6 separate regions of the Mus musculus genome follow, and regions 2, 3, 4, 5 and 6 are each linked to region 1. The links are chromatin contacts, called in public HiChIP or PLAC-seq, Micro-C and promoter capture Hi-C maps. All regions are on one chromosome and are shown on one strand. The core of a region is the stretch at or near the end of the contact, and the rest is flanking DNA. Distances in the headings are between cores, read along the strand shown. Region 1 holds the start of 1700082M22Rik (a long non-coding RNA gene). Region 2 has its middle 17 kb from the start of Cbfb. Region 3 has its middle 19 kb from the start of Ces3b. Region 4 holds the start of Cmtm2a (CKLF-like MARVEL transmembrane domain containing 2A). Region 5 holds the start of Ces2g (carboxylesterase 2G). Region 6 holds the start of Cmtm3 (CKLF-like MARVEL transmembrane domain containing 3).

Evidence for each region. Promoter capture Hi-C pulls out the DNA fragments that hold promoters and counts their contacts. A called contact is a pair of places that touch in the nucleus more often than the background predicts. HiChIP or PLAC-seq counts read pairs in DNA pulled down with a chosen protein or histone mark.
Region 2: an H3K4me3 HiChIP or PLAC-seq map of stem cell-derived neural progenitor cells shows a contact between it and region 1, with 27 read pairs. The contact joins the enhancer-like site here to the promoter of 1700082M22Rik in region 1. A contact is called at or near these places in 12 of 39 promoter capture datasets (the 3T3-L1 cell line, 3T3-L1-derived adipocytes, the C10 cell line and 7 more), 1 of 15 datasets of contacts at CTCF or cohesin (stem cell-derived epiblast-like cells), 19 of 115 datasets of contacts at active chromatin or transcription factors (the NIH/3T3 cell line, T-cell acute lymphoblastic leukemia, bone marrow-derived macrophages and 11 more) and 4 of 9 other capture datasets (adipose tissue, embryonic stem cells, liver and 1 more).
Region 3: a promoter capture Hi-C map of embryonic stem cells shows a contact between it and region 1. The contact joins the enhancer-like site here to the promoter of 1700082M22Rik in region 1. A contact is called at or near these places in 11 of 39 promoter capture datasets (the 3T3-L1 cell line, 3T3-L1-derived adipocytes, the C10 cell line and 6 more), 1 of 15 datasets of contacts at CTCF or cohesin (pro-B cells), 3 of 484 Hi-C or Micro-C datasets (cerebral cortex, cochlea and embryonic stem cells) and 8 of 115 datasets of contacts at active chromatin or transcription factors (astrocytes, bone marrow-derived macrophages, differentiating embryonic stem cells and 3 more).
Region 4: a contact with region 1 is called in a promoter capture Hi-C map of hippocampal neurons, with 3 times the contacts expected there. The contact joins the promoter of Cmtm2a here to the promoter of 1700082M22Rik in region 1. A contact is called at or near these places in 1 of 39 promoter capture datasets (hippocampal neurons) and 1 of 9 other capture datasets (adipose tissue).
Region 5: an H3K4me3 HiChIP or PLAC-seq map of embryonic stem cells shows a contact between it and region 1, with 22 read pairs. The contact joins the promoter of Ces2g here to the promoter of 1700082M22Rik in region 1. A contact is called at or near these places in 1 of 484 Hi-C or Micro-C datasets (the G1E-ER4 cell line), 9 of 115 datasets of contacts at active chromatin or transcription factors (bone marrow-derived macrophages, embryonic stem cells, intestinal villus epithelium and 1 more) and 1 of 9 other capture datasets (embryonic stem cells).
Region 6: a contact with region 1 is called in a Micro-C map of embryonic stem cells, with 2.4 times the contacts expected there. The contact joins the promoter of Cmtm3 here to the promoter of 1700082M22Rik in region 1. A contact is called at or near these places in 13 of 39 promoter capture datasets (the 3T3-L1 cell line, 3T3-L1-derived adipocytes, the C10 cell line and 6 more), 1 of 15 datasets of contacts at CTCF or cohesin (the NIH/3T3 cell line), 16 of 484 Hi-C or Micro-C datasets (CD4 T cells, CD8 T cells, the N1E-115 cell line and 9 more), 5 of 115 datasets of contacts at active chromatin or transcription factors (the 230-238 cell line, bone marrow-derived dendritic cells, large pre-B cells and 1 more) and 3 of 9 other capture datasets (adipose tissue, liver and pancreatic islet).

The regions. Positions count from the first base shown.
Region 1 is chr8:104,640,169-104,643,392 of GRCm38.p6, forward strand. It overlaps 1700082M22Rik (a long non-coding RNA gene), which reads left to right and starts at 1,582. Exons shown (of 3, transcript XR_003947594.1): 1 at 1,582-1,715. It overlaps Ciao2b (cytosolic iron-sulfur assembly component 2B), which reads right to left and starts at 1,560. Exons shown (of 5, transcript NM_026753.2): 1 at 1,381-1,560; 2 at 1,143-1,222; 3 at 800-925; 4 at 352-397. The coding sequence starts at 1,522.
Region 2 is chr8:105,151,613-105,154,836 of GRCm38.p6, forward strand. No RefSeq gene overlaps it. Among named protein-coding and RNA genes, the nearest start is that of Cbfb, 17 kb to the right of the region's middle. Within about 2 kb of position 1,504, at least 112 of the 459 cell types and tissues checked have an H3K27ac peak or open chromatin away from gene starts, as enhancers often do. A contact at or near this core is called in differentiating embryonic stem cells, embryonic basal ganglia, embryonic limb bud and 4 more, where this site is marked.
Region 3 is chr8:105,101,430-105,104,653 of GRCm38.p6, forward strand. No RefSeq gene overlaps it. Among named protein-coding and RNA genes, the nearest start is that of Ces3b, 19 kb to the left of the region's middle. Within about 2 kb of position 1,457, at least 7 of the 459 cell types and tissues checked have an H3K27ac peak or open chromatin away from gene starts, as enhancers often do. A contact at or near this core is called in embryonic stem cells, where this site is marked.
Region 4 is chr8:104,291,727-104,294,950 of GRCm38.p6, forward strand. It overlaps Cmtm2a (CKLF-like MARVEL transmembrane domain containing 2A), which reads right to left and starts at 1,455. Exons shown (of 5, transcript NM_027022.4): 1 at 1,172-1,455; 2 at 912-1,070. The coding sequence starts at 1,330. Cmtm1 (CKLF-like MARVEL transmembrane domain containing 1) reads right to left here. Exons shown (of 4, transcript NM_181990.2): 4 at 1,816-2,021. The coding sequence ends at 1,884.
Region 5 is chr8:104,960,203-104,963,426 of GRCm38.p6, forward strand. Ces2g (carboxylesterase 2G) reads left to right here and starts at 1,516. Exons shown (of 12, transcript NM_197999.2): 1 at 1,516-1,661; 2 at 2,268-2,478. The coding sequence starts at 1,586. It also overlaps a transcript of Ces2f not described here.
Region 6 is chr8:104,339,083-104,342,306 of GRCm38.p6, forward strand. Cmtm3 (CKLF-like MARVEL transmembrane domain containing 3) reads left to right here and starts at 1,512. Exons shown (of 5, transcript NM_024217.3): 1 at 1,512-1,813. The coding sequence starts at 1,667.

The sequences.
Region 1 (3,224 bases), core at 332-2,831:
ACCAATAAAGTTCTTTTCTGATAGTCTCAGGACTCCAAGCCTGGATCAGGCTATATGCATCACCTGTACCCATAACTAGCTTCATCATTTGGAATGCCCGTCACCACCAGGGACTGCTTATGTCTGCCTCCCTCCAGTGTTTCCTGAAGCCCGACCCAATGTCCCTGTGTACTTGAGGACCACAGGAGGGTGGGTCATGGGAAGCAGGAGATTTCAGTCAGGCCAGCTTTGGTCTAAGCTGTAGTATGGCCATTTTATTCACTTAGTCCCCTGGTCCTAATCTTGCCCCCACAGATGACTGTGGCAAAGGGGAAGCCTCACCTAGTTTGGGGCCCAGCAGTCCACACTAACCTGCATGCTCGGAGGCGTGGGTCCCGGGTGTAATGTGTACATCCATCTGCAGGAAAGACAATGTGGGCCCGAGCATTTACCCGCCTGTCCTTTTCTTTTGGACACTACCTCCCAACCATCTGAACTCCCAGTCACCCCTCTTGATTCTGGCTCTTCCAAGCCACCCCAAACCCACCTGCAGTCAGTCAATCCACTTTTACCCTAGGACCTAGTCAGCGACTATTGACTTTAAAAGCCTTCCAGTGCCTCGATCGATCACGCCCATTCACAGCTCCCAGCTGCCCTTTCCACCACACTCCTATTTTCTGGAGTTTTTTCCCCCCAATATTCTTGTCACATCAACTTGGGGGTTCAACTCTGCGAGTTCGGATCCTTCCGATCTCCGCCCGATGTCCCCTCGCCCGCCCCAGTAGTTTGTTTCACCCTCGGGGGCTTGACTCCAACTGACCTTGAACCGCTGGGGAAGGGATCGCAGCAGCTTGACTTTGATGGAGAGGCCAATAAGCGTGGCCATGCTGCAGTGTGGGATGGTGGGTGTGAAGGCCACTGCTACTGTGCTCTCTGGGTCGCTAACCTGCGATGACAAGGGAGATCAGATCGCAGTGATCGCACGGCGGCCCCTAGCCCAAAGACACTCTTTAGTTTATCGATTTGGGCAAGTCACCCAACTTTTTATCGGCTCCATAAACATTAACACACCTCCCACAGATCCTCTTGGGGGCTTGTGAACGGAGAACACCAGCCTCTGAGGTACAACGGTACCTTTTTGATTACTCGAGTAAACTACTCACCTGAATCCGAACTTGCTCTACTACGTTCAATTCCTCCAGTGTCAGTGGATGCTCCGGGTCATTAATGGAGCGGATAAGATGTGCCAAGTGAAGGAAAAGGGACTCTAAGTTTTGGCCCACTCAAAATCTCCGCAGGCAACGCCTAACCGGGACACCCCTCCACCAGCGGGCTGCGCATCACTTCTTGCCGACACCCCAAGCCCCCACCGTCCCGCCAGCGCCCTGCAGCGACGGATATCGAAGATCTCCCGGGCGTCGATGCTGTCCGGCACTTCCTCATCTTCCTCGCCCGCCGTCACTGGCCGCTCCCCGGAACGCTCATAGATGAGGGGGTTAGCGTTCTCTAAGAGCCCGCCGCCGCTACCGCCGCCGCCCACCATCCCGGAACCGCGGTTCCCACAATCCCCCGGTGGTGTGTACTTCCGCTCCTTCCGCGCACTTCCTGGGAACGAGGAGAGGGCGTGGTGTGGCTACGGGGTCGTGCAAGGGACACGCCACACTCCAGGGATTCGGCGAGTAGTTTGCTAGAAGCGGTGTATTTGTCGTGCGGGCTACTCCGAAAGCGGGAAAAATGTTGGTAGCTCTCGCCGGGGCGTCCCTTCGGTTCTTAGCCGTGGGATCCTGTTGGGAGCTGGATCGCAGGAAGCCAACACCGTCTGACAAGGGCACTAAAGGCTCCTTGTGATTGGGCCTTGGGACGCTCCAGCTCGCTGTCACGCTATCGTAGAACCGTAGATCTAATGACACGCTGGTTTCCTCTAGTAGGAATCGGCAGCACTAGTTACATGCTTGTTAAGTAGATACGCGATCCTAAACTCTCACCTCAGAGCATCCTAATGTAGACCGTGGTGACCTCTAGGCCACTTGAATCTGATCTGCCCTGAGAAGGCAGCACTTAATTTATCCTATAACCCCTCCCTACCAGACTGTCTCCTTTGCTGTCAGCCAGGCTATGGAGGCCACGAATGCCTTAGCAGGCAGAAATATCATTCTTGGCATGGGTGATGTCATGTCCAGCTTGTCTAAAGAATGGGAAATTGCACATATAATTCCCACAGTCTTTTTCGTAACTCAGGAGAGGCAGGGTTGGTGGAAGACAGACTTGTGCCATTGGGACCAGCACACGTGGCCCATGGCTGACTGCTCGCAGGACTGAATGATGGCAGCAGGTCCAGAGGTCCCTCAGTGAGCCTGGATGGATAAGCTGGGGTCTTGTAGTGGGTAAAAACAGTGTTTGAAAACAAAGAGTACTTTGACAAGGCTGACCTAAAGGTCACAAGGAGGTAGCAACACCCACAGTGCGGCGCCCGCTGATAGAACAGACTCAACTTTGATGCCATCTGTACATTTCCAGTCCCATCATGACCAGTCACATGGGGAAATCTCTTTCATTTGAGTGGTATTGATGTGGGTGTCCACGCCTTCCTGCTAGTTCCCTTCGCCAAGCTGCCTCTAGGGATGCTGTGGTTTATACCCCTGGGCCACCTAAACTGTGTAAAGGATGGGACCTCTGATCCAGCAATGTAAGTTCTCCTGGGGCCAAGGGGACTTAAGGGACCTCTGAGCTCTGGGTCAGGCTGCAGCAGTTTTTCCATCTCAACCCCACTGGGATTTCCAGCACTGTCGGGAAGATTCTCACATTCATTAAAATTTTAACTACATTTGAGAAGAGGGCACATGCCACAATGTGTTAAGTGGAGGTCAGAGGACAAGTTTCAGGAGGGGTTCTCTCTTCTAGTGTATGGTTTCCAGGGATAGAACGCAGGTCATCTTCAGTCATTGCAGTAAATGCCTTTATCCAACGAGTCATCCTGTGTTTCCTCCACCATATATCTGTGCTGCTCTTCATTACTCGGTACCAAGTTTGCCAGTGTCCTGTCTTGCTTCACATGCTCAATAATTTCCCTCGTGATGTTATATATGTCTGAGTTCAGTGAATGGCAACTTTGCTTCACACCCCAGTGACCTGGGTCCCTTTCTCTCTTCTTTACCTTATCTTCTCTCCATCCTTTCCTTCTTCTTCTTCTCCAAGTCCCAGACGTCTTTAATGAATCTGAAGCTTTGGAGGAGACAGAGGTGAGT
Region 2 (3,224 bases), core at 254-2,753, 510 kb after region 1:
CCCACCCCCACTTCCACCCCCACCCCCGACTCAATAGCTCATAACTAATGGAGGCCCCTCATCCTACACATCCTCCAGGAGATGTCTGAGCACCTGGACCTGTCCTCAGCCAAACTTTTTAGATAATCGGGCTGAAGAGATGATTCAGCATTTAAAAGCACTGGCTGCCAAGCCAGAAGACCCTAAGGTTGATTTCCAGCACACCCATCTCTGCTTCCAGTTCCTTCAGCACGCCCTCTTCTGGCCTCTGCAAGAACCAAGGAGCGCACAGACACATGCAGGCAAGACACTCACACACACACAAAATAAATGTACATTGTTTTGAAGAATTGTTAGATACCTTTAGCCAGAACCTCTAATACTTCTTGTTAATATTTTTTCACCCGCTCACCACACTGCTGTTAACTATAAATTTCCACTTAACCTATGTTATATTGGAATTTGAGCCTAATTTCTCCCTTCTCCCGCTGTAAAATCCCATTGCAAAAGTCCTATATTTATTTCTGTGACCTTGAATGAAGCCTGCCTGCCTTCTCTGAGCTTTAATTTTTTTTTAATTTATTCTATTTTTTAAAGGTTTATGTATTTAAATTTTTATGTATATGAGTGTTTGCCTGCATGTGTATGCAGCATGTGTGACTTCAGAAGAGGGCATCGGATCACTGAAACTGCAATTACAGATGTTTGCAGCCACCATGTGGGTGCTGGGGATTAAACCTGCGTCCTCTGCAAGAGAAAAAACGTGCCCTTAAGCATTGAGCCACCTCTCCAGCACCTATTATTTATCCTGTTCTTCACATAGGGTCTCATATTGTAATCCAATATGAGAGCGCTGGGTCTGGCCTTGAACTCTTAACAATCCGGCCTCCAAGGTGCGGGATTGCACACCTGAGTCTCTACTCGCAACTTTATTTTCTCTTTCAATATTCCTCTGTAGGCCTGTTCACCTAGGCCTAAAGAAGGGTGTTTATCCTCCAAATTAGAGGAAGTACCGCTGAGCGCATAAATAAGAGCTCAGACTCCAACCTGGCTGTGGCTGACAGAATAATAAAGGCTCCGGGAAACTCTAGGACCTTCGACCTCCCCTGGGGTTCCAGCATAGAATACCAATGGGCAACCTGGAAGGGAGCCAGGTGGATAGCTGGCTCCTTACTCTCCTCATCCCTCCAAGAAGGTGCAGTCTTCCACCAGCCCCTTCCCACACCGCACACTCTGCCTACGTTCTCTTGTCTCTTTACCTTTGCTGGCCAACCCCGGAGGGGTGGTGAACCCTTTACAGATACAAGCCACCGCCTCCGCTCGAAGGCATTTCCAAAGCCCAACTTGGGGCTGGAGCCTGGCTTCTGGCTTCCGGCTCTGGAGGCAGCGCCCCCTTTTTCTCCGACACCTTTACACTCAAAGGAGCAATTAACAGCCAAGCAGGCTGGGAAAGGACCAATTAGTGTTCCACCAGTCCCGCTGACCGCTGGCCCCGCAGCACCGCAACTGACTCCTCCTCTCGCATCAGGCTCCGGCAATCAGGAGCGGATCTTAGCCTTCACGGCACACCGACAGTGCCAGCTGCCTGGGAGCTCCGAGGGACCAGCCATCTGGCCTCATGCCAACTGCAGTGATGGATCCGGTCGCTGGCTACTGTCCAGAGCCAGAGCGGACTCCAGGGCGCCTGGGCCTGGAACTTAACAGCGGCTGACTGGTGGCAGAGCAAGAGGGTTGGACGCCACTGGGAGGACTCCTTAGCCTCCCACCTCTTGTGCCTTGGAGCCAGTCATCAATTCATCCTGCAGCAGCTAGAACACTGGGACCATACAACCACAGTCCTAGAATTGCCACTGAGACACCTGGTGTATTCTAGCTTTTTCAGGACCCTCATCATTTCTCTGGGTCTGGGTTAGCAGTGTGCAAATCAGTTCCCTGATGGTGACCATGGCAGAACCAGGCTTTGAAAACCCACAGTACGTTCTTGTTCTTGCTCTTCCTGCAGTAAAGAAGGCAGAAAGGAGCTCAATCAAGGTCTTCAACACTACTAAATGAATGTATAGACTTCCTTCCCTAGGTCCTTTGCCCTGAATATATATACGTATACGTATATATACATTTGTGTGTGTGTGGTGTATATATATATATATATCACATATATATAATAGGGCTAAAGAATGGCCCAGCAGTTAAGAGCACTGACTGCTGTCCCGAAGGTCCTGAGTTCAAATCCCAGCAGCCACATAGTGGCTCACAACCGTCTGTAATGAGATCTGATGCCCTCTTCTGGTGTGTCTGAAGACAGCTACAGTGCACTTACATATAATAAATAAATTAAATCTTTAAAAAATAAAAATTAAATATATTTGTATGTATTTATATACATTATATTATATAACATATGTAAAGTATTAATATATTATCTTAAAATATATATTTTATACATTGTATATTGTATAAATATATATTTGAATATATTCATATGTATTTTAAAGCATATATTAAATTATATATATTGGAATTTGGGATCAGACTTTGCCTCCAGGGGTCTGCAGGTTCCAGGAGTTTTAGCTTAGACCCTAACCTAGTAAAAAGCCCTGAGATGCAAGGAAGCACCAGGTAAAGAGGAGCTGGGAAAAGGAGCAGTGGCGGCTGGTATGGAGCGCCAAACACATCAGGGTCCTTCTAACATGACCTTTGCAACTGCTGTTGGACACACTGGAGCCCTATAATGATGGAGCCAATGCCTAGGACATACAATGGTAGGAGCTGAAAGTCCTCAAAGAAAGAGTGGGAAAGGATTCAGGAGGAAAGGTGGGTTAGCTGGAGAGAATGCTGGGCAGCACTTCTCTTTCCCTATAGGTTCTACAAGGGCCTGGGCAGGAGGGGCTGAGGCCTGGCCGCAGTGGTCTTTTCTATGCCCACACTCCTCTCAGATTGGCCTCAGTCAGGGAAGGAGTGAGTGCCTGCCTTGCTCTTTCCGCAAGTGATCTCTCTCAAGCCGGGCGGGTCCGGACTGTTGGGGAAGAGAGGATCACTTAAAGAGTTGGGGCACCTCTTTCTGTGTGCCAGTGCCATTAACTGTGTCAAAAGGAATCCATGCCTCTGGGAAACTGACTGGCAATGGAGATGGATTAATGAAGACACATGGTGGCAATGAGACTGCCTAGGGTACTTCATAGAGCAAGAGCAAATTAAAGGGTGGGAAATGAGGGAAAAAAACAGAGGCAGATAAAAGGACAACGGAA
Region 3 (3,224 bases), core at 207-2,706, 460 kb after region 1:
ATTCCTGGGAACATCTTGACCATAAGATAAAGGGGACTGTGAAGACATAGCAGGGCTATATTATCTGAGTCAACACCATCTGGCCGGAACCTCCCCTCTGTCTATTGCCCCTTGGCGCCGGGTAAAAGTCATACATCAACTGGTTGCTATGTGAACAAAGATAAGCCCCCAGCCCACAGGAACAAAGTCCTGATGCACTGTGTTCTTTCTGTTAATGTTTGAATAAGCCAATAGTGTGTCGCTATGCTGAATTCCACACCCCTAAGCCCCGTACCCCATAAAAGCCCCTGGCTTTCGAGCCTCGTGGCCGGCATCTGTTATCTCCTGTGTGGGATTCATGCCGGTCCGGAGCTCCGTAATTAAACGTCCTCATGTAATTACAGCGAGTGGGTCCTCGTGTTTCTTTGGGTGCTCTCACACTCCCGAGACTAGAGTGGGGGTCCCCGAAAGGGGGTCTTACAGCGCATGCCTGAAATCTCATCACTCAGGAGGCAGAGGCAGGTGGATTTCTGAGTTCGAGGCCAGCCTGGTCTACAAAGTGAGTTCCAGGACAGCCAGGGCTATACAGAGAAACTCTGTCTCAAAAAAACCAAAAAACCAAAAAAAAAAAAAAAAAAAAAAAAAAAAGTTGTTAAACAAAATCAAGGGGTAGACATCCAGCAGATAAAATTTTACCCATTTTTCTTTTAAACATGAAACACAGAACAACAATCACTCAAAAATGAAACAAAAACAGACATAACAGACATAAATTGATGCACATGAACAGATTGGTGCACCAATGACAGACAATTGACAGAGAGGGAAGAGAACTTGATGTCCCAAAGGGACCTAGATATAACCTTGCCACACCCTCCAATGAAGTCTGCTTGACCGGCTGAAAAGCCTAGAAGCCACTCAGGAGGCAAAGAGTTTCACGGAAACTCATCTCCTGGAGTTTTGGCATTCTCATTAACCCATATACTCATACCCTATTCCCATGTTAGTCCTGTGAATGGATCCACGTGCTCTCTTTTAGTATTATTTTATTATAAGTGCTTTTTAAGATTAAATTCTGATATAGTTAAGTCTCCCACCAGTGTTCCAAGGTTCCAGAAGCCAAGGAGCTTGGAATCCTCTAAGAATGCAGTAAGGAAGTTACCTATTCAGTAACTAATTAAGCATTACAAAAGACGGAGCCAGCAGCTCAGAGATGGTCTGCAAAGTATTTACTAAGGACAGTAGCAAATCTCACCCAAACAAGGGAATACCATAATAGAGCCTGGGAATCCCACTGAGATAGAAATCTTCAGTACAGGCTATATTGCATATTAGAAGCAAGTTGGTGAATTCTTCTGACAAATGGAGATTCTTCAGATACTTAAAAGTTACACTCATATAAGAATTTACTAAGGCCTAGGAAATAGGGGGGTGTGGTATTGCATTAGCAAAACCCCCTGGTGCTAGCTTTCACAAGGCTCAAAGGAATAACACTAGAGTGTGAAATCCTTACCTGTCATTAAGCTGACTCTAGGTAGGACTGCTTTTTCTTTACTGTAAACATTTACCTGGTTCCTGTAAATCCTTTGAAGTCATTCCTTTGTTTTGTGTCAGGCGACTTCAATGTACTTTGCCTGCTGTGACTTCCTACCCCTTTTATTTTCTGTACTATATAAGACTGGTGTTCACTTTGTGACAATACATTCAGATTCTACACAATCTCGCGTGTTGGTCTGTCTGTCACCCGCCGACTCCTTGCCCATCTGCACCCAGAAACCTGTTCAATGCAGACAGAGGGACCCAGAGGGTCTGCGGCATAACCTGAATGAAGGATATCTCCAGTAGGAGCCAGAGAGGAAGTAGGATGTCTCTCAATTTCCTCCTGTCCCTAGGAGAGCTCTGAAATAACTTATATGCATTTTCCTTCTCTTTTGCTAATTCATCCCACTCAAGGTCTGTTTAGCTTGCTCAAGGCTAGGGAAGCTTGAAACCAAAACATATGCCTTGTCTCTCTATCTTTTTATAAACACAACAGTTGTTTGTTTGGGTTTTTTGTTTTGATTGTTTGTATGTAATTGGGACAGGGTTTCTCTGTGTGGCCATGGTTGCCCTAGAACTCACTCTGTAGACCAGGCTGGCCTCAAACTCCACCTGCTTCTTCCCCCCAGCACCCTCACCCCAACAAGTGACTAGTTTGTTTTTGTTGTTGTTGTTGTTCAAGTTTTTTGCAGTGTAGGTAAACAAGTCCTCTGCTTAATACTTAGGCAAATTCTTTGTGGTCTTTATAGTTGCTCATTTGTTCCACTTGTAATGTGATGTAGTCCTATACTGTCTTCCATGAGCATTTGAAAGATGATCATCCATAAAGCACCTAGATCAGCACCCAGCAAAAGCTCGGCAAATGTTCACTGTCCTCTCTACAGGCACGAATTCCAGGGATCTCTCATTTCCAGTTAATGATTACTGAACTGAGTCAATTAGAGTCGTCACAATTTTAGTATGCTTAGTAGAATGGGCGTCTTCTACCAAGAAATAATTTGGAGTTTATAGCAGGCCAAAGATGCCCACGATGATGCTCTGAATGGCTGATTGATTGTTCTATGGGAGTCCCTGCTCTTCTTGGGGAACTGAAGCTGTCACTGTTGTACAATCTCCTTCCCTAATGTGATTGTAGCCCCCTTGTTCACCCACCTTGGCATTTTAACCTACTACAAACCATCTCTACACTCATTTCTGTACCACTTTATCTAGTTCCTAAGACCACAACAAGGACAAGATGAGGCTCTGAAAGGGACATTAATCCTGCTACTTGGAGATAGCATCAATCTCCTTCCTCTTCCTTGCCCTGGCTCACAGGTGTCCCTTCCCATTGATCCTCTATCTCTTAGGCCTTTGGTTTCTCTTGCCCTTTGGATCCTCTTCTCAGGTAGTATTGCCCCCTCACAAGGTTCTAAGCTGCCCCCTGTCGGAACTTGGTCAAAAGAATGAGACATGGTAAACAACGAGTTGGGAAACTGAGAGACACTCCAGGAGATAAGGCAGAGGACCTTCGACCTGGTACATTTTGTTCCCTGGATTGTTCTTGGATAAACCTTTACTTTCAACTCATAAAACACACTTATTTTTGCTGGATGTCAGAACATAGCTATAAAACCCAATCACCTCAATGTACTCTGAATCTGGATATGGCCTTCTGCCTTGATTTCATGCTTTCCCACATGTAATCTATAATATGAGCCAGGCAA
Region 4 (3,224 bases), core at 205-2,704, 350 kb before region 1:
GGTGTAGCCTTGTTGGAATAGGTGTGACCTGGTGGAATGGGTGTGTCACTGTGGGTGTGGGCATAAGATCCTCACCCTAGTTGCCTGGAAGTCAGTCTTCCACTAGCAGCCTTTGACTGAAAACGTAGAACTGCCTGCGCCATGCCTGCCTGGATACTGCCATGCTCCCACCTTGATGATAATGGACTGAACCTGTAAGCCAGCCCCAATTAAAGGTTGTTTTTTTATAAGACTTGCCTTGGTGATGGTGTCTGTTCACAGCAGTAAAACCCTAACTAATACTGTAAGCTATGCTTCTGACGAATTCTTTATATTCAGAGACCTGACACTTTTTTCTCCCACATGATTGATATTTGCTTCATTTTACTGTACTGGTTTATGCAGAGTCTGGTTTTCTTTTTTCTTTTTTTGAATCCTAGATTGATATTGCAATAGGACATATGCCAGCATTATCAGAAATGGTTGGTTGTTATGCCTTCCCTATTTCTATCTATCTATCTATCTATCTATCTATCTATCTATCTATTTATTTATTGGTTTGTTTTTTTTTTTTTTTTTTTTTTTTTTGAGACAGGGTTTCTCTGTATAGCCCTGGCTGCCCTGGAACTCACTTTGTAGACCAGGCTGGCATCAAAATCAGAAATCTGCCTGCCTCTGCCTCCCGAGTGCTGGGATTAAAGGCGTGGGCCACCACACCCGGCTCACCTTCCCTATTTCCGAGGACAGCAAAGCCTTTGCGTCTTCTTTCTTTGACCTAGCACAGTTACATGTTTGGGAGCATCTCCTGCCTGGCTTTTCCTCTCCAACCCAGCTTCCCAGCCCTGAGCACCGGTAGAGGAGGTGAGGTTGTCTTTTTTCCAGTTGTTAGAATGTGACCCACATTACCCCCCTCCCCCACAGTCTTTACTTACCGCCATAGGCCAGAAGACGAAGGGAATGTATCTGTTGATGGCTAAGGTGTTAAGGAAGATGAAGAATATGCAGATTGCCGCTTCCATACAGATGAGCAGGATCAGGACCGGATGTGGGAGCATTGTTTCAAAGTAGTCTAGTGCAGAGATCATGCAGCCCTGGGTGGAAAAATAGATACACCTGAGCTGCTGCAAGCACTCTCCCCTACTTCTGAGGACCTCTCCAATCCCAACAACATATCGACTCCACTCCAGTATACCAAAGACAGAAGCTTGAACACGGCGTGTCCTGACAGCCAGAACTCTTTATTGCTCTCTTTCAATTCCAATAGATAGCGTCGAAGCCCCCTTTTTGGGGTCGTGTCCTCTCTGGGCTGACCTCCTCTGGGCCGAAATGGAAACTTTATCGGTGCTGCCATGGTTGTTAGCAGGTAGTTCTCAGCTTCCTACCGCCCAGCCTTGTCTGCAGTCGCTGAACAGGCCCAGCTCGAGAGAGAGCCTGGTGTCTCCTGACCTGTTCAAGGGTGGCTCTCAACTGACCACTGGAACTGCAGAATTCTAACGCTTGCTCTTGATTGGCGCGAGCCCACCTCATCTAGTGGACCAGCAGGATCTCCTCCATGCAACAGGAACCAGACAGTCCCACCCTCCATGCACCAGCATTCACTGAGCCCCACCGGTCCTAGCCAGGCCGCCCTCAAAAAGGAGTCCCAGGTTTGTGGCTGGCCTTTGCTCCCACTCCCTGGGGTCCTTTTCCTCCCAACCTCCAGGGGCAGCTTGTGGAGCAAGAGGCAATGGAACGCGCGACTTTTACAGAAGGCCACGGGAGAAAGCAGAAGTGCTGCCAGCATAGAAGCCGTGCCTTTAAGGTCACACTCACGTACGTGGGCATGGGAGCTCCGTGATGGCCTGGTGGGAGTGATTATACATGTAGATATGATCTTGTGTCACCCAGCGGAGGGCTGGGTGACGTCAGTGCTGCTTCTGCCTCAGTTGGGTGGCAGAGAGCTTAGTTTCCCTCGCCAGGGAACTTTTCGCTTTGTTCCTCCTCTTCTCAGTAAACAGCAATGCATCGATGACACACAGGACTGCTGCCGAGAGGCACAGGATCTGTCAGACACAACGCGGGTGGGAAGGAAAGGCCAGATGACTTTACAAGCTCAGCTCCATCTCTCATTCCTATTCCTATCCCACGAGGGCAGGAGTTGCAAAGGCCCTGGGTCCCTCCAGGCTGCAGTAGGCCAGGTTTCTCTTTCCAAGAAACCGGAGGCAGTGGGTTTTGCTGCCTACACTGGCCTGAACTTGACTAGCTATTCCAGCCATAAATGTTTCCTTCTGGGCTACTTGATGACAGTTTCCTAGGAAGTCTTGTTCTAGTCCCTGTGTGAGTTTCTCAGGGGAAAGGGCTCTGTTCCAAGAACCCAACTCGAGCTTGGCACAATCCAGTGGGGTTGACAAATAGTCACCAACTATAAAATGAACTTCAGGGACTTAAACTCTTTTTTTTTTTAAGTAAGTTTCTATCTTTTTCTTCATTCTTCTTTCATATGTGTCTGTCTCTGTTTGTCTGCATTTTGTGTATGTGTGAATGTATGTATGTGTGTAGTCCTGTGCATAACACATCATGTGTGAAGGTTAGAGACAACAGGAAGGAGTTGACTTTCTCCTTCCATCGTTTTGATCTCAGGGCTTGAACTCAGGCCGTCATGCTTAGTGGCAAGTACCCCTGAGACATCAGCCCTGCCTCAAACTGTTTTCTCTTCTTGATTAACTTCTGCCCACATTGATAAACTTGATCCCTTGAAGTCCCATTCCCTTACTTTTCCCATTCTTCGAACATTTGATTGGCTCCTCTTGCCTCCTTCCATTTGTTAAGGATTTAGGCTCAGTTTATATAAGCCTTGTGAGCCAGGACAAAGTACATAACCTCAGTCTAAGGACATGGGTGTCTGTAAATCTGAAAGTTCAAAGATTAAGTCAGGGAGTTGGCAACTTGCTTGTTATTGGCAGAATGTTACCCCAGCATTCACAAGGCCCTGGTTTGGACCCCCAGAGCTGTGTAAACCAAGGATGGTGGCAAAAACCTGAAATGCAGCATGGGGGAGGGAGGAATTGAAGCAGGACAATCTGAAGTTCAGGGTTATCCCCAACTACAGAGCAAGTTAGAGGCTGGGCTGGATTAGAGTCCTTATTATAAAACAACAAAGAACATTGAAGCGATGCCTAGACAGATGCAGGACACACGCAAGGTCCTTCAACCTAGACAGGATCCCTTCCTCTTTGAACAAGCTAAGTTACTCAATTTTGACCACC
Region 5 (3,224 bases), core at 266-2,765, 320 kb after region 1:
TTTATACATTGATGTATTTGGCTTTATCATAGATTTAACCCAGTATTGGAACCATTAAGGCCCAATTAAATACTGGTCATATGGATAAGAATGAGATTGACTAGGGTGTGGTAAGAAAATGTCCCTCCAACCCTGATGACCCAAGTATCACTTTGTGGTCCACACAGTATGAGAATACGAACTTACACAAATTCTCCTTTTATCTCCATATGTGATCCATGGCATGGAAGAACCTTCATAATATATACATGAGCACAATACATAAATAAATGCAAACATTAAAAATATCGATTAAGTTAATAAATAACTGTGAAGTTGATCTTGGCCAGCAGAGGAGACACATCATAATGAACAGGGGCTGCGGACTTGAAATGCTCCAGAATTGCAGTGTGTTATGATGAAAGGAATGTAACCTAACAAGGAGGGTCCATGTATACCCTAATATCATCATAGGGACCAGGGACCCTGGAAGCAGACTCAGAAAACTGAGTTTTCAAAGGTCAGGGGAGTCTTGAAAATGAATGTCACACTCAGAGCTCCCGCATTTGCCTGATTCTCCTGTGACATCTTGACTATGACCTTCTCACTGTTAGAGCTCCTGTTAGCGCTTCCTGCCCAGGTGAGGGGACAGCATTTCTGGTATCCCAGATGATCTCTAGAATCCATGATATGCCTTTCTGGGAGGCCAAAGAGGGAACAGAAACAGCAGAGGCAACCCTGATGGCTATTCTTGCTATCAACTTGACTACATCTAGAATCTGGAAATGGAGAGTACACCAGTGAGAGGTTGTTTGCTTGGTTTGAAGTAGACAAATTTACTTTTAGTCTGAACATTTGAGGTAAGGAAGCACATGCCTGTCCCTAGGAGGAACAACAATATGAACTAACCAGTAACCCCAGAGGTCCCTGGGACTAAACCACCAATCAAAGAGGGAATCATGGCTCTAGCTGCATATGTAGCAGAGGATGGCCTAGTTGGTCATCAATGGGAGGAGAGGCTCTTGGTCCTGTAAAGGTTCTATGCCCCAGTATAGGGGAATGCCTGGGCCAGGAAGCAGAAGCAGAAGGAGGGGGGAGAGGATAGGGGATTTTCAGAGGGGAAACTAGATAGAATATTTGGATCTTTGCCTGCTTGCTCCCACCTTGCTAGCAAGTCCAGTCCTTAACTGGCATTAGAGCCTACTTCTCCAGGATTTCAGCATCGACTGAAGACCAGATGAGACATCCAACCTTGTGGATTGAGCAACTGCTGGATTCTTTCTATTCATAGCTAGACACGGTTCAATTACTAGCGCCATTGCCTGTAAGTTGTTCTAATAAATCCAGTTTCTATATATTTATGTAGAGAGATTCATTCTATAAGCCCTGCTACTCTGGAAAATCCTGATAAATACAGCGACTTTGCCCTGCCTCCAGGCCATTGGCTCCAGTTACTTCTGACTAAACAGTTCTTCTACAATGAGAACTTGCTCCACCTTTATCTTTTTGGCTCAAATTCCTGCCTGGGCAAGGCTCACATATTCTGCTTCCTGTTTGTGAAACGTGGTCCTCCTAGCAGCACAGACTCAGAGCCTGAGAGCCGGCCATGCCACGGAACCAAATGCATAGCTGGCTGGATGCTGTGTTCTTTGGACTCCTGCTTCTCCTCGGCCATGTGCAGGGTGAGGCTCACTAAACTGGCATGGGGAATGACTGGAGTCAGAGCTGCCAACTTCTGCATGTCAGAGCTGAGCTTGTGGGAGGGAAGGCACAGGGCAGGGGGAAGGGTTTGGAAATGACAGCTAAAAGTGTGGGAAACCTGTGCCTCCCGATTCACTGACCAAAACCCTCAGATTTTATGAGCCCACTAGCATACAGAGTCAGAGACATCTAAGATCACTCCATACTGAGGAGACAGTTCACTGTAAGGAGCTCTAGAGAAAATGCTAGACAATTCAAATGAAAATGAGAAGTCATTTTCTTTTCTTGGTATATAGCTACAACTTACCTTTTAATAATAATAATAATAATAATAATAATAATAATTCGTATAGCCAAATGGTTCTTTGGCCTACAGAAACGCTGTAGAGCCCTTCAAAATAGGAATAGGAAAGGATCCAAGGTCTGAGGGATAAAGGAGTTTCCACACTCACACCCTACAACTGAACTAGGGAGGCGGTTATGGGTTCCCTTTGCCTGTGCCCTGATAACAGTGAGATAGGAACTCCCACAACCTTGTGGCAACTGATTACAGAAAACTAACCCTGAAGCATCTCTCTCTCTACCAGGTCACGACTCACCAGAGACCAGCCCCATCAGAAGCACACACTCTGGCCAGGTCCAAGGCAGGCTCATTCACGTGAAGGACACTAAAGCTGGTGTCCACACCTTCCTGGGAATCCCCTTTGCCAAGCCTCCTGTAGGACCACTGCGCTTTGCACCTCCTGAGGCCCCTGAGCCATGGAGTGGTGTGAGAGATGGAACCTCACAGCCAGCCATGTAAGTTCTGGACCCAGAGGGTTTCAGGTACTGGGGGAGACTGTGCTCTGAGCTCTGGGCCATGCTGAAGTGTCTCATTCGTTTCAGCTACAGAGCAGTTTTCTCTCTTTGTGGATGAGTGCCCCGTGCATTTTTCTGATGATGTGCTAAGCCTGATGAGAACAACTGTGCCAGGCTTCTGGGTCAGAGCTTGGCACTCAGAGAAAGTTAGCATCAGGCAAGATTGAGATGAGCTAAGATAAAATTGTTCAAGGATTCAGATTATGCCCAGTGTTCTCTGCCACAATGGGAGGGATCTCCAGGTATGAGTTAATGTGACCTATTAGACAGCATTGCCTCTGAAATCAGGAGAATATACTCCAGATCACTGAGGTGTGCAGCAATGACGGATACTTGATAACTCTACCCTCACAGTCACTGTGACAACCTATATGGCCAAGTGTCATTGGCCAGGGAACAAGTATATGTAATTAATTCCCTGTAGAGACACTGCAGACAAGAGAAGTTCCTTGAGAGTCTGCACATGTGATGAAGGACTACTCACTACCCTTTAGGGCAGCATTGTCCACTGAATCAATCCTCTAGTAGCTGTGTAAGTTCAACACTCTAATATGGGGATCTTAGATTGTTTTCTGTTGCTGTAATAAAGTACGGACAAAAGCAACTTAGGGGAGAAAGCTACTATTAGAGGCTCCAGATTACAGTCCATCCTTTGGTAAACACAATGAATCAAAACTACAGGAGCT
Region 6 (3,224 bases), core at 262-2,761, 300 kb before region 1:
TGAAAGTGTGGAAGGAAAGGTATGGAGAAGGGTGGAAGAAAGAAGAACCCACTAAGTAGCCAAAAACAGCTACAGTCACCTCTGGTCTCTATCAGCACCCAGACACAAGAAAATGCACACACACACACACACACACACACACACACACACACACACACACACACTGTTAGAAAGGACAGATGTACAAAGTCCCCGTGGCAAGAGGAAGCATCAATTTTCCTGAGGGTGCAGTGGGAGGGATCATGACTAGTGATCTTAGCGCATCCGGGTGACAAGGAAGAAAGCATTAGTCTCTTAAAGAGCCTCACGATAGTTAATGGGGCAGGAGTGCAGACTTAGTGGTATTAAGAGAGCATCCATGATGGGCTAGCCGTGGGGGAGAACAAGGATAATTCCAGATCTCTGGTTAGTCCAGCACAGAACGAACCCAAGCCTTGGGCAGCTAACGAAAGAGGCCAGGAAGGAGGATGGGCTGGCTGAGGCCTGACAGGAGCGTGGCCTGTAAAATAGAGGAAGATGGGCAAGCCAAGAACTAGCGGGAGGGTGGCCTGGGAAGTAGTAGGAAAACTCTGAGAGGAGCCAAGAAGGGGAAAGCACTCTGAAAGAACTGATCTCGCCTGGTTAGAGCCAAGCCTGGAGAGGACTTAGCGGAGATGGGGGTGGGGTATGGGGGCAGTGTCCCTGTCCTGGAGTTGTCTAGGCAGTAAGTTACTTCGAGCTTAAAGAGCAGAACCGCTGAGCAAGGACAGGTGGTCGCTTTAGGGGGCGCTCAGGGCAGATAAGTGGGTCTGTGTCAGTCAGGACGGGGGGGGGGGGGGGGGGGGTAAGGAGTCAAACGACAAAAGAAGACTCCAGGCCAGCCACACAGAGCAAACAGAGAGCTGGAGTGCGAGGGGACTGGGAGGATCTGGGTACAGAATCTGTGTCACCCCGGGACGTAGCAGAAATAGTGAGTGCGGGAGGTGGGGAGGTAGGTGCTAGAAGGCTGCATGGGAAGGGGTGCGAGAATGGGGCAGAAGATAGGTGGGGCAGGTAAAGGAGGTGGGGGGGGGCAGTAGAGGGGGTGAAGAATGAGAAGTGACCGGAGGATAGAGGGCCAAGGATAGTCGGAGGGGCAGTGTAGTGCAAAGATTCATGGGTGGGGAAGTGAGAAGAGCAGGGTCGGAGGGACTGTGGGGTGCGCCGGGGTTGGTGGGCGGGACAGGATCGAGGGGGAACTGAGAATGAAAGGACAAGGTGCAGGGAAGGATCCTAAGGCTAGTGAAGAGGCAGAGGAAGTAAGTGGAAATAGAGAAGACAGAGAGAGACAGACTGGACTACATCTGAGGGGCAATGAGGAGTGGTTGGAAGGATGGAGCAGGATATGGGCAGGACGTAGGCAGAGGGGGAGTGGGGGAGGAGGAGATGGGAGGATCCACAGGACGGATGGGTAAGGCAGCGTCCACGGAACACGGGGGCTGCGTAGAGAATGGTCGGAGGGAGGATGGGCGGGGCAGGGTTCGAGGGGCAGTTGTGGGTGGGGATGGGGGAGGTGGGCGGGACAGCGGAGGATGAGTCCCCGGCCTAGTCTAACTCCACTTTTTCTTCTTCCGCACAGCGGGTTTCCGCTTCCCTCCAGGGCGGTGGGTGAGGCAGTGAGGCCCAGGCTCGACCAGATAGCGCCGCTATGTGGCCCCCGGACGCAGAGCCAGAGCCCGATCCAGAGTCCGCGCATGGCCCCCGAAGTGGCAGGACAGTGCCGGGACTCCGAGCCCTGTTGCCCGCGCGCGCCTTCCTCTGCTCTCTCAAAGGCCGCCTCCTGCTGGCCGAGTCGGTGAGTGCGTGTGCTCCCCGGGTGCGTGAAGCCCGGTACCCGCGCCCCAGCCTGGGGCCTTGCACCTCCAGCCCAGGAGAATTTGGACCACCGCCCCCAAGCTTGCTACGACTTCTCTGTAGCGGAGCTCGAGTCAGAATCAGGCCCGAGCCGTGTTCTTCCCGGATTCTCCAGTCTGCGAGGCCCTCGAAAGGGACCAGAAGTCAAGGGTTTGGGGTCCTGGTCCCCGCTGGAGCCGCAGCTCGGCTGCTGTGTGACCTCGAGCGCCTCCGCCCTCTCTGAGTCCCCGGGACTGCTGCGCTCGCTAAGCTTCTTCTGGCCTCGCCCGCCCTGCACACCCTCCCACCTCCTAGGCTGAGACCTAGCCGCCTGTGTGGTGAAGATCCTACGGAGTGGGATGTGCCCCCGGGGAGTGGGTGAGGCAGGGGCCACGTAGTGAAGACACAGGCGGACCACTGTTTCAGGGTGGCGAGCCTGCGGGGTGACTTCATGCCCTCCTTCCCCCCTCCCGCGCTGTACTCCTTCCTCCTCCCTGCTTGTCCCCACCCGGATAGGAAGGTCTCCTTTGTCCTCCCAACACTCATCATCACGTGTGGGGCGGGAACTGGCATGGAGCCTATGGAGATGGGGAGAGGGGTGGGAGGAGGGACGGTGGAAGGAGGAAACAGACCATAGTGACAGCCACTTGTTGCTCAGATACCTAGCAACTTAATATCCGACCTGCTCCCACTTCGAGTTGGGGATAGGAGAGACAGTGTCTTTAACTGCTAGGAAACTTGGCAGGTGACTCATCCAGTGACCTTGAGGATATCCTTGAGGGCAAAAGGGGGGTTCTGCCCCAGGACCTCTCCGTTGTACCCCAGGACCTACTAAGGAGCATCAACCCTGAGGTCTCCGGTAGAACCTAATACTTTGTTCCTAAATGAGGTGCCAAGCGGACCTAGAGCCCATTTTCTGGCCGTTTCAGATCTCTGGAAGCCTCTGGGAGGCGTGGGGCGGGTCTTTGAATCTACTGGCCACTGGCTTCAGTCCTACCTGCCCAGTACCCCTTCATGGAAAAGGAGTGAGTGCCAACCAGAAGTCACAAGATGTCCTTGCCCTAGCTGGGTGCCAGAAAGACAGGCCTAAGAAAATATGAAGGGTAGTAAGCTCATAGGGTATAGGGGAGCCTCCCCCAGTCATTCCTCCCCCTTGGTCTCATGCAAGTAGGGAGTCTGACCTGGATAGAAAGCTGGAGGAAGAAGCAGCCACCAAGAACTGGGGAGTGAGAAAACAGGAGTGGGGGAGGGAGGAGGTTGGGGCAGGGGAGTGCCACCAGAACCAGACTTTTTCTTTTTTTTTTTTTTTCAAATTTATTTATTATATGTAAGTACACTGTAGCTGTCTTCAGCCAGGCCAGAAGAGGCGTCAG